2 separate regions of the Bos taurus genome follow, and region 1 is linked to region 2. The links are chromatin contacts, called in public Hi-C maps. All regions are on one chromosome and are shown on one strand. The core of a region is the stretch at or near the end of the contact, and the rest is flanking DNA. Distances in the headings are between cores, read along the strand shown.

Region 1 (2,700 bases), core at 134-2,633, 150 kb before region 2:
CATAATCTACCGAAGGTGGGAGAAGTCATGCTGATTCTTGGGCCATAAGCTTCTTCTAGGATTCCCAGTTCTTCCTTAACTCCAAAAAGCACCCTAGAGATTTCCCTAGAATCAAAACCAAAGACTCCCCAGTCAGAGAGTTCTAGTTACCTCTGGACTGGTTGACGATAGGAGTGTCAAGAAGGATGAACAATGTCATGTAAGAATGAAAGCATCGGACAACCATGCATGCTGAGGTCCTCCCAAGTGCTGAAACTCACTAGACGGGATGCCCAACTTACCTGAAGGTGCCTGGCATTTTGGGACAGGTCTGTGGCCACAGGAGGAGTGAGCAAACCAGGAGGAGGGCCCAGAAGGGATGTCGAAGCTGCGCCTGTTGGAAGAGAAGCAATCCAGGAATTGCACCTACCGTGGTAAGCACTAGAGTCAGCTAGAGAAGACAGGAAACCCAAAGGGTAAAGTGGATCCGTACAAGTCCCAACAGGGTTTTGCTGACAACCACTGTGGTCATCGACTAGCTTCCTAAGAAACATCAGCAGCAAACTGCACTCCACCAGGAAAACCCCTGGTGGATTTAAAGACTAACGTCTGTTAAAGACTAACTTCAAACCACATACTTCCCAATGTGGGGCCAGGTAGAGATAAAGGTGATCACCTGAGAAGTTGCGTCCCCCTGGAAGCGGGTTGATCCGCTGGCGCTTAAACTGTGACATTGGGAATGCTGTCCTCTTTCAGAGTCTTGGGAAAAAACCTTCAATCAGAAAAGAAATAAATTAACAATTCACAGGGAAGATTTTCCACCTACCCCCCAAAAAGGAACTAAGGATCTGAAGGAAAGTGGGGAAATGTATACTGAGAATGAACAGGGAAGACAGATGGAGAGAACAGGAAATGGACCAGGAAACAGAGAAATTACAATGCTTCAGTTTCTCTCACAATAACCTAGTGATGGGTAATACTGTTATACTCTTTCAAACAAAAGGAAACCGAAGCTCGGAGGGACTGAGACTTGCCCGAGGCACAGAACCAGGTACGTAAAAAACTAGGACTCACACCCAGGTCTCCCGACAACTCAGCGCTCCTCTCACTATGCCACGCCACCCTCAGATGGTTGGGGAGAGTGAAGGGTTGGAAAGAGCCCTGGTGACATTCATTCATTCAAATACATCCGCCAAAAAGCTCCACGCAAGGCCCGGAAAAATGGAGGAGGCTGGTGCCGGAGAGGAGATGGTGTAGGCCCTCTCCCCGGAAGCCCGGCCCGTTGTTCCCCGGACGGGCTGGTGAGAAGACAGCTCCGCGGCCAGGCGAACGCAAATCCGGCTGCGCGCCCGCCCTCCTGCTCCCCCGCTCCCCGTGCCTCGGCTCCCGTCTCAGCGGCCACCAGAGCCGGATCTCCCGGGCCGGGCCGCGGCCAGGCCGCCGTGGGAGGACGAAGGCGCGCGGTTTCTCCTCCTCCCGCCCGCCCCCAGGGCCGAGGCCGTTGCCAGGGAGACGAGACTTGCAGTCCGGAGAGGGGCTCGGCCCCTTCCGCGCCCAGTGCATCTTCGCGGCTTGGCTCTCGCAGCCCCTCGGCCGGGGGAGGGGCAAGGAGGCAGAGGGGCGGCGGAAGGCCCCCCCAACCCACCTGCGGGCCAGGGCCGCGACACCGGGGGGACAAAGACACCCGGAACCACCAGAGCCGCTGCTGCCGCCGCCACCGGAAGCGTCTCTCCGGAAGCACGACCACTGGTCGGAAGCTGCCACTCTCCCGGATATAGTCCCTCCCTCCTCTCCACCGACCTCTCCCTTCCCCCACACCGGCCTGCCATCCCGCTCCAACTGCTGAGCGGAAGTGCGCCTTCCCCGATCGGATATGCGTTAGGAAGCCGCGCGTCGGTGGTGTCCGCGCTTACGTGTCCCATGAGAAAAGCAGACTTCAGAGAACTGGTTCCTGGTCCAAAGACACATGGAGCTGGACCCTCAAACATAAAGCAGCACCTATGCTTCATTCTGGCGGACCCCCAAGCCGGCAGCAGCAAGAGAACCAGCTGACTGGAGGAGGAGGATGCATGATCAGTGCCCGTTTCTATAGAGACATCCTTGTGTCTGACTCAACCAATGACCCCATCTCTAGCCCTACCCTTTGTTGAGGGCAGCCCCCACTTGTACCTCCCATCTTCTGGGTGCCTGCAGGAGACTAAACTTTACCCCCTTCTCAGTTAACAGAGCTTGGAACCTAAAAGGTGTGAAATGGAATAGTTCCTCCCATATTGGTGTCCTGACTATGGTGACTATGTCCTCCTCCCATAGAAAATATTTTCCTCCATTTCCTCCCTCAGAAAAATACTTTTCTGAGCCCAGGTAGAATAATACCAGCTATCTGGCAGCCATCATCCACTTAGCCACTTCCCTGGTAAATGCTGAGGAGCTTGGGGCAGGGGGCAGGTGTGTGCAAGAAAAAGCAAGAGGCAGCCACCCACCACATCCCCCATTCCCTAAGTTGAAAGAGGAATTAAAGATGTGAAAGATCATGCAGTAGGATTTAGCCCCGCTAGCTGAGATGCATATGAAAGGAATGAATTCAGGGAGCCCAGACGATCGCAGCTTCCCATACTTAGAAGACTGCTAAATTTCTTGATTTGAGATATTTGGTTTTCCTTAATTAACAATAAACTTTTGTTCAGAGCCCCATCCCCTGCTGCAAACTTCTATATAACCTGA
Region 2 (2,700 bases), core at 68-2,567:
ATCACCAATCTTGGTTTCTTTTCTCCATATAATTACCAAAATAAAAAAATAAAAGTATTTTAAGAGTTCTCCCCACTTACAACTAACCCCTTTATCTAGAGATCACTAACACACCTGGATCTTGGTATATTCCCTTCTTATAAAATAGTGCTTTCAAACCCAGTATTAAAACAGAGAGAAGAGTTGTACTTAAGTCTTACGTCTGAACAAAAGAAGCACATAAATTAGCGGTTATGCTTAAACCACTAATCTTAAGGGCAGAAACAACTACAACATAAGGAACACTTTAGTCGATGTTGGACACCTGAATCAGAGAATATCATTCTCCAAGTCTCTATGGCCAAAAAGAAAATAAAACGCCAACAATCATGTCAAGAGATCTGTAGATCCCTTTCAAATATCATAAAATGAATTTATTTGTATTTACTTCACTATATTCTTTCTTTTAGTAATAACAGTGACGTGATGATCTGGAGAAAGTGGGCTAAAAGGTACATGGTATTCATACTTAAAAAAGGTTGGGGAAGGGGCAAGAAATATCTGACCTTTCAGAAGAGGAGCGGCAGAAAGATCTGACTTGGAAGAGCCTTCTTAACACCCTGCCCACATCACCCTAGATGGCTTCCCCTCAGGTAAGAGACTAAAAAGATGGAGATCCAGACTCTTTAGGGGTTGATAGGATTAGAAACACCCACCCTGCCTGGAAATCCGACACTACTGGAGACAAACGAGCAATCCCCATCTAGCTACTGGTCCAGGTGCTACAGAAAACGCCCGGCGCCCCCGCCGGGCAGCCCCGGTGGGAATCCCCGCCTCCCGTCTCCCACACCCCCCTAGGTCCTCCTCCGGGATGGGCGCCGCCCGGGACCCCGCCGCCCCCCCGACTCCTGTCCTCGGCTCCTTCCCTCCCTCCGGCCCCGAGCCATCGCCCGGCCGAGGGCCGTTTCCCGCCGATCGACTGGAAGGCCTGGCCCGCTTGGCACCTTTGATGACGCGTTCGGTGGTGGAGAGGTGGAGGTTCCTCCCGGACATGATCCCCTCGGCCTCCTCCCGGTCCGGGGAGATCTCCAGACGTGCGCCCCCGCCTTCGCCTCCAGCGATCTCGGCTCCCCAGGGCCGGTCTACCGGCCGTGCCCCGGCCCCGCTTAATCAGGGCGGCCAAGGCACCAGAAGGAGGCGGCCGCAGCAGCCCGGCCTCGAATCCCACGGACACTATGCGGGCCCACTGACCGCTCCCTCCCGAGGCGCCGAGTCGGGAGCGCCCGCGACAGCAGATCGGGGAGGCTACGCGGGCAGCCGCGGCTGCGCGCGGCCGAGGCTCGTGCGCGCGCGCGCGCGCGCTGCCCCGACTCGGCACCTCCCCAACTTCCCTGCGGCGCGAGGGCCGCCGCCGCCGCGGTTAGCGCGCCGAGGCCTTGAGCTCCGCAAGTTTCCCCGGCAGCTCGGTCGCCTGACCTCCAGCCCCCGGGCAGTAGACAACCCCGGCTTTACCCTTCGCGCGGAGACCCCCGGACCCGCGCGGCTGCCCTCCGTACACGCGCCCTTCCTTCCTCTCCTCCAGCTTCCGAATGTCGGTCTTCCCCCTCTCCTCTGCCTGCCCTCCCCTCCAGCTCTGACTGCTTCTCAGCTGCCTGCGCCGCCCGGGCCTGGAGCACCTAACACCGGGCCCTGGTTCCCGCACCCAAAGGCCCAGCGGAACCGCGGCCATCTTGTGACCCGGCCCGAGCGTCCCGGCGGCTGTCTGGCGGAGCCGTGCGCATCCTGTCCGCCTGGGATCACCTTGCAGGGCGCCCTCGTCCTCCCAGACCTTCCCCACGGCGGGGCCTCCCTCCCTTTCCTCGGGGTCTCCCCTCCACTCTGTCTCTAGGAGTCGTTATCAGTTTGATCCAGCTCCTTCCCACAGCTTACCCTCCCCCCAGTTACCAAACCCATTTAAACCCCTGGTTTAAGTTGTCACATTTGTCGAGAGCACTTAGTATAGTGAGAACGATCGCGTGCATCCTAGTTCTAATCTAGTAGTGGGGGGTGGAGGGGGATGGTTTCCGAGTGGGTGGATAAGAGCCCCCCACCCCCACCCCACACACAACCTGTCAGGTCCCACAGCCTCCTAGCTTCCTTTCCACTTGCCAGAAAGGGGACCGCAGCCCCCTCCAAGGAACCCCTGGGCCAGACCTCCTCTGTGTAGGGAACCGACCTGGAAGTTCTGCGTGCCACCTACACAGCTGGAAGCAATCCTTCTTCCCCTTTGACACCCCGTCATTCTTACCATGGAAAACGATGGGCAAGTCTCCATAGAGTCTTAATAATCTGGCTCATCTCTAGGTTAAAAACTGACCTTTTCTCTCCTTGAATTGCAAGCCTAGTATAGAAACTGTCTTCTAGTATAGTGCCTGGCAAAGAAAAATATTTTGATTCTAGTCCTGATGGTGGAATGTTAAAACTGGGATCCAAGGAAGTATATGCAAATTACAGGGAAACCGATTTTAACAGTCACTGTGGTGGCCAGTGAGTAGTCATAAGTGGCTCTGTACATTTAAAGTAAATAAATATTTATTTCCTCAAGTGTACTAGCCACATTTGAAGCATTCAATAACTACCTGTGGCTAGTGACTATCTAATTGGATGTGGCAGAATAAGACCTAACGCAAAGAGCCATCTCACTGGAAAAGACCCTGATGCTGGGAAAGATTGCAGGCAAAA

What was found. A called contact is a pair of places that touch in the nucleus more often than the background predicts.
Region 1: a contact with region 2 is called in a Hi-C map of an unstated tissue, with 4 times the contacts expected there. The contact joins the promoter of CCAR2 here to the promoter of PPP3CC in region 2. A contact is called at or near these places in 2 of 11 Hi-C or Micro-C datasets (liver and an unstated tissue).

What each region holds. Positions count from the first base shown.
Region 1 is chr8:69,907,043-69,909,742 of ARS-UCD2.0, reverse strand. CCAR2 (cell cycle and apoptosis regulator 2) reads right to left here and starts at 1,383. Exons shown (of 21, transcript NM_001075298.3): 1 at 1,054-1,383; 2 at 656-751; 3 at 282-373. The coding sequence starts at 713.
Region 2 is chr8:69,755,035-69,757,734 of ARS-UCD2.0, reverse strand. It overlaps PPP3CC (protein phosphatase 3 catalytic subunit gamma), which reads right to left and starts at 1,317. Exons shown (of 13, transcript NM_001098076.2): 1 at 984-1,317. The coding sequence starts at 1,032.